Regions from separate parts of the Mus musculus genome. Here regions 1 and 2 are each linked to region 3. A link is a contact called in public HiChIP or PLAC-seq and capture Hi-C data. All regions are on one chromosome and are shown on one strand. The core of a region is the stretch at or near the end of the contact, and the rest is flanking DNA. Distances in the headings are between cores, read along the strand shown.

Evidence for each region. HiChIP or PLAC-seq counts read pairs in DNA pulled down with a chosen protein or histone mark. Capture Hi-C pulls out chosen DNA fragments and counts their contacts.
Region 1: a FOXA1 HiChIP or PLAC-seq map of pancreatic cancer cells shows a contact between it and region 3. The contact joins two enhancer-like sites. A contact is called at or near these places in 3 of 39 promoter capture datasets (cranial neural crest, liver and pre-B cells) and 1 of 115 datasets of contacts at active chromatin or transcription factors (pancreatic cancer cells).
Region 2: a capture Hi-C map of embryonic stem cells shows a contact between it and region 3, with 2.5 times the contacts expected there. The contact joins two enhancer-like sites. A contact is called at or near these places in 1 of 39 promoter capture datasets (pre-B cells) and 1 of 9 other capture datasets (embryonic stem cells).

What each region holds. Positions count from the first base shown.
Region 1 is chr11:59,757,175-59,761,135 of GRCm38.p6, forward strand. It overlaps Mprip (myosin phosphatase Rho interacting protein), which reads left to right. Exons shown (of 24, transcript NM_001368931.1): 16 at 350-3,961. Among named protein-coding and RNA genes, the nearest start is that of Gm51899, 10 kb to the right of the region's middle. Within about 2 kb of position 2,122, at least 101 of the 459 cell types and tissues checked have an H3K27ac peak or open chromatin away from gene starts, as enhancers often do. A contact at or near this core is called in pancreatic cancer cells, where this site is marked.
Region 2 is chr11:59,706,608-59,710,747 of GRCm38.p6, forward strand. The region is part of intron 3 of Mprip (myosin phosphatase Rho interacting protein); the gene reads left to right. Among named protein-coding and RNA genes, the nearest start is that of 1700007J10Rik, 31 kb to the right of the region's middle. Within about 2 kb of position 1,449, at least 205 of the 459 cell types and tissues checked have an H3K27ac peak or open chromatin away from gene starts, as enhancers often do. A contact at or near this core is called in embryonic stem cells, where this site is marked.
Region 3 is chr11:59,383,016-59,387,076 of GRCm38.p6, forward strand. All of the region lies in intron 2 of Gm15755 (a long non-coding RNA gene), which reads left to right. Among named protein-coding and RNA genes, the nearest start is that of Prss38, 9.4 kb to the left of the region's middle. Within about 2 kb of position 1,561, at least 106 of the 459 cell types and tissues checked have an H3K27ac peak or open chromatin away from gene starts, as enhancers often do. A contact at or near this core is called in embryonic stem cells and pancreatic cancer cells, where this site is marked.

The sequences.
Region 1 (3,961 bases), core at 872-3,371, 370 kb after region 3:
TGCAAAATCAATTATTTGGTCCTTCAGCCTCTGTTGTACTTCTCAGTGTGTTCCATTATTCAGCTTTATTTGGTTTATTTCTTCTAGACACTGTTCAGTTAGAGCTGTTTTATTGGTGTTTTTGTCCTGTGTTCTGTTTATGTGGAAGCAGCTATATTTACCCAAAACAAAACAAACAAAACCCACATTAATTTGAATTTTTTTCTTTAAATGAAGAAAAAAAGTTGTGCAAAGGATTAAAGGCAAACCCACAAAGGAGCTTTTCTATGATTGATCCTGGCCAGAGGTGTGACACTCAGAACAGGGTGGCCTGAGTGTTACTAACCAGTATTTAATCGGTTTTTTTAAGACTGAAGTGGCCACCTCTCCATCGGGTGCCTGGCAGAGGCTCCATAGAGTCAACCAAGACCTGCAAAGTGAGCTGGAAGCTCAGTGCCGGCGGCAGGAGCTCATCACACAGCAGATTCAGACCCTGAAACACAGCTATGGGGAGGCCAAGGATGCAATCCGCCACCATGAGGCTGAGATTCAGACCCTGCAGACGAGACTTGGTAATGCCGCTGCAGAGCTGGCCATTAAGGAGCAGGCTCTAGCCAAGCTCAAGGGTGAGCTGAAGATGGAGCAGGGCAAGGTTCGTGAGCAGCTGGAGGAATGGCAGCACAGCAAGGCCATGCTGAGTGGCCAGCTGAGGGCCAGTGAGCAGAAACTCAGAAGTACAGAAGCCCGGCTGTTAGAGAAGACACAGGAACTCAGAGACCTGGAAACACAACAGGCATTGCAACGGGATCGACAGAAGGAGGTGCAGAGGCTGCAGGAATGCATTGCTGAGCTCAGCCAACAGCTGGGTACCAGTGAGCAAGCCCAGCGTCTGATGGAGAAGAAGTTAAAGAGGAACTATACATTGTTGCTGGAGAGCTGTGAGCAAGAAAAGCAGGCACTGCTGCAGAACCTGAAGGAAGTAGAGGACAAGGCCAGTGCCTATGAGGATCAGCTACAAGGCCATGTGCAGCAGGTGGAGGCCCTCCAGAAAGAGAAGCTGAGTGAAACGTGCAAAGGCAGTGAGCAGGTACATAAGCTAGAGGAAGAGCTGGAGGCCCGAGAGGCCAGTATCCGCCAGTTAGCCCAGCATGTACAGAGCCTCCATGATGAACGGGATCTCATCAAGCATCAGTTTCAAGAGCTCATGGAACGTGTGGCCACATCCGATGGGGATGTGGCTGAGCTCCAAGAGAAGCTGAGGGGAAAGGAAGTTGACTATCAGAACCTTGAGCACTCACACCACAGGGTCTCTGTCCAGCTACAGAGCGTGCGCACTCTGCTGAGAGAAAAGGAAGAAGAGCTGAAGCACATTAAGGAAACACATGAGAGAGTTCTGGAAAAGAAAGACCAAGACCTCAATGAAGCTTTAGTTAAAATGATTGCCTTGGGCAGCAGCTTAGAGGAAACAGAAATTAAGCTGCAGGAAAAGGAAGAGTGTCTAAGGAGGTTTGTGAGTGATTCTCCAAAGGATGCCAAGGAGCCTCTGAGTACCACAGAGCCAACAGAGGAGGGCAGTGGCATTTTGCCCTTAGGCTCAGTCACCAGAGTATTTCCTGGCTTTCCTCACTCTCAGCCAGAGGATGAAGATCCAAGTGCTGGCCTGGGGGAAGAAGGGAGCAGTGGTAGCCTCAGCAGAGAGGAAAACACCATACTCCCAAAGTCAGCTGATATGCCCGAGAGGGAGGGGCATCTGCAGAGCACATCTAAGTCTGATCCAGGAGCTCCTATAAAAAGGCCAAGAATCAGGTTCTCCACAATCCAGTGTCAAAGATACATACACCCCGAGGGGTGTGCAAAGGCATGGACTAGCAGCACATCATCAGATACCAGCCAGGACCAGTCACCCTCAGAGGATAGTGTGTCCTCAGAAGCTACCCCGAACACACTGCCAGCAGCTGCAGATGCTGAAACCTACATCTCTATAATCCACTCTCTGGAGACGAAGCTCTATGTCACAGAGGAAAAGCTCAAAGACGTAACTGTGAGGCTGGAAAGCCAGCAGGGGCAGAGTCAGGAGGCATTGCTTGCACTGCACCAGCAGTGGGCTGGCACAGAGGCACAGTTGCGAGAGCAGCTCCGTGCCAGCCTGTTACAGGCTAGCGCTCTGGCCTCTCAGCTAGAGCAGGAAAGACAACAGAAGGCCACAAACATTGAACACCACCCTGGGGAGCTGGAAGACTTCCAAGCCAAAAATAGCCAAGCCCTGACATGCTTAGAAAACTGCTGGAAAAAGCTAAGGTCTTTGCCATGGGCTGACCAGGAGGAGGGCCAGGATGCATGTGCAGCCTCCCTGGCTAACATAGAGAGTATGCTTGTGAGTGCCATCAAGGCCCTTCAACCATGGGCTTCCCCTGCAGAGAGCAGGACGCAGGCTGAGCAAGAGAAGGAGCACCCCATAGAAAGTGGTATGGCAGCCCCTGTGCAGCAGCCCTGTCAGCCCATCTTGAATGAGCAGGAACACAGGAAGCTGCTTTCTGCTCAGATAGTCCTGGAGGCCTCACTCATCAACCAGATAGCTGACTCTCTAAAAAATACCACTTCAGATGTCTATGGTGTTCTCTGTGAGCTTACTCAGTCAGGGGAGTGGCCACTGAAGGAAGAAAGTGCTGCCCCCTCTGCTGGGGCTCCAGTGGAGATCTGGGCCAAGAAGGTACTGGTGAATGGTGAGTTCTGGAGCCAGGTCGAGTCACTAAGTAAACACCTAGGGACACTGGGAGAAGAAACAGCCTGCACATCAGGAGACAGGCAGCAGCATACTCCCCAAAGTCTGGCTGATGCCACATGGATTCGTGCAGAGCTCAGCTATGCCACACAATCAGTAAGAGAATTGTTCCACCATAGGCTGCAGAGCATACAGGAGACCCTACAAGGGACCCAGGCAGCCCTACAGCAGCACAAGTGCATGCTGGGAGAAATCTTGGGAGCCTACCAAACCCCAGACTTTGAAAGAGTAATACAGCAGATCTTAGAAACCCTCAGGCATCCAACTGGCAGGGAGGACCAGGTACAGACATCCTGGGACCAGAACCCATTAGGAGAGATACTGAGGCCAGGCACAGATGGCTCCCAAGAGCCTTTGCAGGCTTTGCATCAGAGCCCTGAAGTCCTTGCTGCCATTCAGGATGAGCTGGCCCAGCAGCTGAGAGAAAAGGCTAGCATCCTTGAGGAGATTTCAGCTGCCTTGCCAGTCCTGCCTCCTACAGAGCCACTTGGGGGTTGCCAGAGGCTTCTGCGGATGTCCCAGCATCTCTCATATGAATCTTGTCTAGAGGGCCTTGGTCAGTATTCTTCATTACTGGTTCAAGATGCAATTATTCAAGCTCAAGTGTGCTATGCAGCATGCAGAATTCGGCTGGAGTATGAAAAAGAGCTGAGATTTTACAAGAAGGCCTGTCAGGAGGCTAAGGGGGCTTCAGGCCAGAAACGTGCACAAGCAGTTGGGGCCCTGAAGGAAGAGTATGAAGAACTTCTCCACAAGCAGAAGAGTGAGTACCAGAAGGTTATCACCCTCATTGAAAAAGAAAACACTGAGCTCAAGGCCAAAGTGAGCCAGATGGACCATCAGCAGAGATGTCTACAAGAAGCAGAAAACAAACACAGTGAGAGCATGTTTGCCCTACAGGGCAGGTATGAAGAGGAGATCAGGTGCATGGTGGAACAGCTGAGCCACACTGAAAATACCCTGCAGGCTGAGCGTAGCCGGGTTCTCAGCCAGCTAGACGCCTCAGTCAAAGACAGGCAGGCCATGGAACAGCATCATGTGCAGCAAATGAAGATGCTGGAGGACAGGTTCCAGCTGAAGGTTCGGGAGCTACAGGCTGTTCATCAGGAGGAATTGAGGGCCTTGCAGGAACACTACATATGGAGCCTGCGGGGAGCCCTCAGCCTCTACCAACCCTCACACCCAGATTCCTCACTGGCC
Region 2 (4,140 bases), core at 199-2,698, 320 kb after region 3:
TTGTTTGTTTGTTTAAATGTAGCCTGAGATCAAGGACACTACAAGAATCAGTTGATTGGCCCACAGAATCAACTGACCAGGACTCAAGTTGGGCTCAAAGAGATCAGGGACCCTGTATGGGTCTGACTTAAGTCCTCTGCATATGTAGTATGGTTGTGTAGCTAGATACTCTTGTGAGATTCCTCACAGGGGCGCGGGGCCTGTCTCTGATTCTTCTGCCTGCCTTTGGCACCCTTTTTCTCCTTCTGAGTTGCCTTATCCAGCCTTGATATGTGCCTGGTCTTACTATAGCTTGTTATGCCACATTTGGTTAATGTTCCTGGAAGGATTGTTCTTTTCTGAAGCGGAGATGAAGCCTGTGTGAGTCTGGGGAGGAAAGAGGGGAAGAGAAACTGCAGTTGGGATATAATATATGAAAGAAGAATACATGAAAAGGAAAAATATGAGAGCCTCAGAGAACATTCTTAGAAGTAGGATTGCTGGTATGGAAATGTGTGAGTTTTGAGCCTATCAGTGGTTAACACTTCAGTAGCATTGCATGACATCAGCTAACTGGCTGGGTCTCCCCAGCTTCTCCCTTTTCCATTTTTCTCTGTATCCTATCCCAAACTATAGTGGGAGACTTTTCGAGTGAGGTCCCTAAAAGATGTTCAGTACCATGGTTGCGATCTTTGAGAACTGGGTTATTAGAAGCCTAAAGAGAACTGAGAAATCTCATTTTAGATCTTGCTTCTCCCACTGTCAGAAGCAGGATCAAAGGAGTTCAGTTTGCTGCCCCTTGCCACTTTCCTGTCCCCTGAGGCTAAAAGGGGGTTTGGGTGCAGGTACGAAGGCTACTTTATCCCCCCTTTGTAAAGGGAAATGGAGTAGGCCACATAGCAGAGTGAGAAGAGTCCACTTGGTCACTTACAGTCTCCAGACTCTACTGCTCTCTGCCTTCAGCCTCTGGCTCTCCACCACCCATTTGGCCTTTTGGAATTAGGATGAAAAAAAAAAAAAAAAAAACTGTTTCAGGCCCCAGAAGGTCCCTGCTTACTTAATTCCCATGTCTCTAAAAATATCTGAGCTTCTGCTAGCCCAGTCTCCTCCCCCATATTCTGCTGCTCTCCCCCCACCCAAGACTTAGGGGAAGAAACAAGATCTCCCTCATTGTTCTTTCCGAGCTCAGAAAGGAATAAATAAGAACACTGAGTTTCTAAAGTTGAAAGGGGGGAAAAACTGCCTTTGTTGGGCCTGGAGGGGCGTCACAGCATCTAAAGCCATCCCTGCTGGGGACAAGTCCACATTCTGTAGTCCCTTCTCTGTCACTGGGAAAGAAATGGAAGGGCCAAGAGCCTAGACTTCTTCTTTCTTATATATGTGGGATGGCAAAGGGAGCTGGGGCCTGTACAGCAGTCCAGGCTGCCTAGAGGAGCTGTATGTGGGAATGGCGTGGCTCCCAGCCTTTGACCACGCCTGGTCAGCACAGGCCAAAGGGGGCTGTGGGAAGCGGCCAACCTCAAGGCTGCTTGTGGCCCCGGGCGCTTTCTCAGGCATTTCTGGATTGGGACAGAGCCTCAGACACCACTCTTCCCATCCCCCAATCCTAGCTTTGGATTCCTGCCTAATTGAGGCTTTATTTATCTCCATGTTTCCCAGCTCTTTATGAGACAGACAAGTGGGCGAGGCCTACCCGGAGGAAGAAGGGGAAGCATAGGGGAAGAAGGGCCCAGGGGAGGAAGAAAATATAAAGGTCTACTCCCTTCTCGGAGGGGCTGTCCAGGGAGGAGCTAGAGCAAGAGAGGCTTCCCAGTAAGGTGGCTGTGCAGCATTGCTTCTTAGTCTCATCCTACTCGGAATCTAAAAATAGCCTTGTGAGAGTCACAGGCCTGCTTGCTTGTGGGAGCTCTGCACACCAGAACTCAGAAAAGCTGTATTCAGCTGCTAGTCGAAAGCCACTGGCTACCTCTCCCTTTCCTTGCAGGCCAGATCTGTGACCTCAGGATCCCGCAGAGACTTGGGGTGGAGAGGAGTGTGAACACACCCAAATGCACTCAGCAAGCTGCCATATCTTTCTGTGGAAACAGAAAAATCCGCTTCCTTTCCTCATCTTTTGCCCTTCTTTTTCTTTTTCTTTTTCTTTTTCTTCTTCTCCTTCTCCTTCTCCTTCTCCTTCTCCTTCTCCTTCTCCTTCTCCTCCTCCTTTTCTTCCTCTTCCTCCTCCTCCTCTTCTTCCTCTTCCTCTTCCTCTTCCTCTTCCTCCTCCTCCTCTTCCTCCTCCTCCTCCTCCTCCTCCTCCTCCTCCTCCTCCTCCTCCTCCTCCTCTTCTTCTTCTTCTTCTTCTTCTTCTTCTTCTCTGTCAATATTCCTACTTAACTTTTGCAAGGTAAAGCAGACCTACCTCTCTATATAGGCCATTTAAGAAAATAAAAGTCAAACTATATTGGATTTGGAGCAGTTGTGTGTAGGAGGGTAGAAGCACAAAAAAACTTTGTCATTTTGCTCAATTACAAAGTTAAGGTATGTATTGGACACATTTTTTAAGACACAAAAACAAGAGAAGATCAGTTCTCCAGAAAGTCCACTGCTGTTTGGTTTAATTTTTCAAGTCAACTCAAAAGGAAAGCCCTTCTAGGTGTCACATTCTGTCCCATGACAGCCTGTCACAATAGTAGAGATTGGAATAGACACTTATCCTTAGGGTAATGCACCCTCCTGGGGGTGGTTCTTGATAGCTGTGGGTTAGTTCTTCCTATGCACCCAAGGGTCCTGGGCAGAGGGCTGGCTAGGCAGATAAAGACATGGGTGACCTTGGAAATCTGCAACTCCCATTCCAGAAGTATTCTAACTTGAGATCTAGGTTGCTCAGAGTGCCTTGCTGGCATCATCAACCTCTCAAGCCAATTTGGCTACAAGAAGAGGTCTTGGGGACCACAGGATGCCTGGTAGGAGACCAGTCTTCTTGTTTACTCCAGGCTGGGCTTTTTCTGTTTGTGGAGTCAACCAAAACAAAATAAGTTGAGTTAGTTTGCTTTCAGGCAATTGTCAGAAAATATTTCAGTTGATTTGTGGGGGTTAAATTCCAATTCTGCTTTCTGTTAACTCACCCTGAGGTGCCTTTGTGACTCACTAAACCTGTCCTTTTTCCTTTGCACCATGAAGACTGTAAGGATAGCCAGTTAAGAGTGCAGACGGTAAGCCACAATGTAGCAGAGTCCTGTTTCCTGTCCTCTGAACATTCATCTGAAGGGATGAAGAGAAGACAAGGATACATACTATCACGATGTCCTGCTTTCTCTACTTGCTTGGCCATTAGACCAAAGGAAAGGCAAAGTAGTTGATTCCCTTGCCTGGAATCCAGTGATACCTGTTCACCGGTGAGCAAGTAGTTTAAGATTTTAGCAATGCTACATCTAACTAAAAATTCCATGTTATTTAAAGGATAAAAACCTTCAGATACATTTGACAGTAGTGTAGGCAACAGCATGAACTCCAGTTATGTATATAGTTCTCTATTCTTCTATATTATTTTTTGAGAGTAGAGTTTTGGATAGAGGATTTGAAAGATCAAAGGCTGAAGAGAAAGCCGGGCGTGGTGGCGCACGCCTTTAATCCCAGCACTCGGGAGGCAGAGGCAGGCGGATTTCTGAGTTCGAGGCCAGCCTGGTCTACAGAGTGAGTTCCAGGACAGCCAGGGCTATACAGAAAAACCCTGTCTCGAAAAACCAAAAAAAAAAAGGCTGAAGAGACTGCTTTTAGCTTCTAGAACATGACCACTGCAGCTCAGAGTAATTCAACTCTCCTTTAGGCCATGGAACCCTGCACATGACCTTGGAGAATGCACTTATTCCAGAGGACTCTCTTTTCAGAGTGTTTAGACCTGTGAGCCACTTTGGGGTGGATACCTAAATGCCCCTTGTGGTGAGCTGTTGTGGACCAGCAGCTGGATACAACTACTCTTCCAGCCCTTCCTCAGTCCAGCTGGCTATTCGTGCTTCAGCTTCCTTTATGACTTCTATGGCCATTTCCATCTTGTATGTTTCTGAATTGATACTGTCCACAACTTGATACTGTGTTCTGAGCAAATGTACTTGAGTGGTACACATCAATAACTCAGTCATTCACAGGCCTGGCATGTCACCTCCAGACACTCCCTGACCA
Region 3 (4,061 bases), core at 311-2,810:
CCATGATCTACATTTCTCTTAACAGTCTTATCTCCAGGCTTTGTCCCTTTGGGAAAGATGATGGGAAAGAAGGAGATGGGACCAGGGCAGGCCTGGGCCTCACTTTAGGAGAAGTCCCATTTGATGGCTGGTTTCTACCTGGCTGAGAACTTCGAGAGTAGTTAGCAGGGGAGTATGTGTTTCTTTGCACCTTACAGATTTTTCATCAAATTCATGTGAGGTTTGCTCCTAAGACACATGTGTCTGGAGTTCTGGCTTAGTCCCTCCACCCCTGGTCCCCACCCAGAATGTGCCTGGATATGGTAGTTTCTTTAGCTCTTTCTATCCTCTAGGCCCTTCTGGCTCTGCACTCCAACAAGGCTCTCATTCCCTAAGCCATCAGAGCATACCAGGACCCCTCTAGACCCAGAGATAGGAATCAGGATGAGAATAGGAGACTTCAATGAGGAGGACAGAGGACTCTGTGTCAATGGACAGAGTAAGTGAGGTGAGCTCCCACTTAGGGCAGGGTCCAACCCCCTAGAATTTAAGCAGCAGTCAATCCGCAGCCTGCCATGCACCAAGCAGTACAGTGTGTGTGTGTGTGTGTGTGTGTGTGTGTGTGTGTGTGTGTGATGCTACCCACCATGTAGCATGAACACTATGTACCCTGTAACACGTTTGATATACTCCACACTATGTAATGTGTCTAGGGGCTGACCTCAGGAGAGTGGGCTGTAAAGATTCCTGTTCCATTCTCCATGAAAACACATCATATGTCATCGCTGCAGCCTGACAGGGGCTTCGGGCAGGCAGTCCTTCCTGGCTTGGAAGTAGCTCAGAGACCGGTTACTCCAGGATCAAATGCCCAAGAGTTGGGGACGGGAGCTTAGCCCACACTACAGTAAGGCTCATGCCCTGCTCTGTTTGTAGTGCTGGGAGGTGGGCAGGCTGCAGGAGAGAAGGATATTTGGGATGAAGGACACCCAGATGTCACAAAGACAAGTACCCCTTAATGCCATTTAGCTACCCACCAGTGTTCACAGCCCCATGGGGGGCTGTTCTCCTTATGACCCCCCCCCCCAGACTGCTGTCCAGAAGATGTAAGCATCCTTTCCCTTGCCTTTCTGCCCAGCTATGGAGCCTTCTGGGTTTTGATCTCTCCCCTGTGTCACCATGCCCCTGGAGGACATGGTCCCACATGTGAACCCTGGATCAACACTCCACACTGAATAGCTGGGTGGACAGGACTACAGCAACTGGGAGTCTTGAGTGACTGGCTATCCCAGTATCCAGAAGGCCCATTTGTAGACCTATGGTGCCTGCAGGTCACTACCATGCTCTGTCCAGATGAGATGCTCTGAGAGCTCCACCCCAGCCTCTGCAGCAGAAATCCCCACTGAGCTGAGTATTCTGAAGTGCAGCTGAGCCACAAGCCCCGTCAGCCCTTGTACAAGCCGGGGCTACTACTCAGACCAGGAGAATGTGCCCAGCCTTGTAAAGAGCTTGCACACCGTCTGGCATGCAAGGATCACTGCACCTCTCCTGAGGGTCAGAGCCCTGGCTGTCTTCCCACCCACCCCTCACATGGCTTCAATCAGAGCAGGGCTGGGTCAAGGCTCGGCCAGAGGGCCACACCTCCTCCCCTTCAGGCCAGCTTGTCCAGACAGACAACACGCCCAGCTGCAGGCTAGCCACTCTACTCTTGCCTGCCAGCTGTCTGCCTTTGAACTTGGGGGGAAACAGGAGGCAGATGCCTGTGGTTGGAAAAGTGTGTGCAGGTGCCACGCCGTCCTCCAAGTCAGCTTGAGATAGGCAAAGGGGCTGAGCTGCCTACGCTGGCCTCTGTGGTTTCTTCTGCATGCCTGTTCATTGTCAAAAGTGTGGCCAGCCACCCTCCTTGTGTGAGGTAGTAGAGACTGGCAGAGTGATTTGGTGATCTCCTCTACACTGCACTGGAGGGAAGTGGAGACTGGGCAGGGGTGGACTCCTTGGACTCTGATCTTTAGCTCAGAGAGGAGCCAGAGAGAAGCTATTGCTTGCTTTCCCCCCAACTTGAGTTGTTTAAGAAAACTACCAGTGACTGTTGCCCCTCTGGGGTGGGTATAGTATCACTGTCCTAACCCCGAGGGGACATGCCACAATAACAAGAACATCAGAAAGAAGGGTCTGGTAGCCCCCTGAACTCTGCTGCTGCGTAGGAGTCTGGGGGCAGAAGAACATCCTTCCTACTCTTGTGAGGTCAGCCAGGGGCCTCTGAGGCGCCACCCACTAGGCAGAGTCAATTCCCAGCCCGGCATGCCTGGAATGCGTCCCATCATTGGGCCTCACCCGAAGCCCCAAGCCCCATGCCCTAAGTTCAGCCTCTCTCTCTCAGTGGGGAACACGGTCAGGGCCAGGCTTGCTCTCCCACTGTGCTCGGTTAGGATTGCCTTGGCTCCCTCCAGAGCAGGCGGGGATGAGATATAGGTAATGTGACAGGGAAGTGCCCCCTTGGCCCTGGTGGCATGATTGGTGCTCTGAGTACAAGCAGGAAGGAATCCATATGAATAGACTGAACTGGAACCTATGAAAGGCACTGACGAGCCTGCCGATATGGATTCCTGATGAGCAAGCCAGAAAGACTTTGATTCCCCCCCCCACACACACACACACACTGAGGCAGGCAAAGCATTCCTAATCTGAAAATCTAGAATCCGAAAGGATCTGAAATAGGAAACTTCTAAAAGGTGTTGTGATGCCACAGTGGGTAAGTGATACCCGTGACCTGCTATGACAGGTCACACTCAAAGAGCAAGCACAGTGAGGATTCCTATGAAGCCCCTCCTAGACAGCGAGCCGAAGGTGAATAGGGAAGGTGAAGGTGTGAATCATGAGAAGGATTTCTCACGGCCTCAGATTAATTGTTCTGTAATCCAAATATTGCAAGATCTGAGAATATAAAGTCAAACAGACTTCCGGTCCTGAGCATGTGAGTGACAGACATCAAGTCACTGAACTCAGGACCTCTAGAAGAGCAAATTTACTGCACTATGCTCTTGTTCTCCTCCTCTTCCCCTTCACTGTGACGATGCTCCTTTCCCTACGTCCTCCCTACCCTGCGCTCACTATCCTCCCCCATCTTCCTGTTCCCTGTATTATGTCCACCTGTGGATTTTGGAGACAGGGACAATTTCACTCTGGTCAATTTCATTTGTTGTGGAAAATTTGTTACATGGCTGAGTCTTTTTTGTGCCCTTGGTTCAAGCAGTGGTGTTCTTTTATGACATCCAATATGTGACTGACCTGTGGTCCTGGGTGCTGGACTAGACTCCCTTTTCTTGCTTTGTTTTCTTTTTCTTTTTTTTAAAAAGACTATTTATTTTTTATTTATATGAGTACACTGTAGCTGTTCTCAGACACACACCAGAAGAGTGAATCAGACCCCATTGTGAGCCATCATGTGGTTGCTGGGAATTGAACTCAGGACCTCTAGAAGAGCAGTCAATGCTCTTAACCACTGAGCCATCTCTCCAGCCCCTAGAATCCCTTTTTATGGCCTAAACTTAACATTCACATGAGCAGCTAGAGCTGCTAGACCTATGGGCCAGTCTTAGGATGTTATGCCTAAACATGTCTCTAGGCTAGGGTGTTTACGTTTAGTTCCCAGTTGCTATGGCTAATCTTGGTCTTCAACTTGATATTCATGGGAAGACAGAGCATCAGTTGAGTCACTGCCTCCATCAGATTGGCCTGCGGATATGTGAATACCTCTCTCTCTCTCTCTCATCCTCTCTCTCTCTCTCTCTCTCTCTCTCTCTCTCTCTCTGTGTGTGTGTGTGTGTGTGTGTGTGTGTGTGTGTGTGTGCGTGCTTACTGTGGGTGGCAATCCCCCACCCCAGCAGGTGGTCCCTGAGCCTGGAAGCAAGCAGAAGAAACCATGGTTTCTGCATCAAGCCACTTCCCGTGATGATGGACTATAATCTGAAAGGAAAATAAAGCCTTCCCTTTCCTCCCCAAGTTTCTTTGGGTCACAGATTCTTAACACAGCACCAAAAATCTAGGGTGGCAACAGAATGGTGTTGGTAAGCTGCTGACTGCAT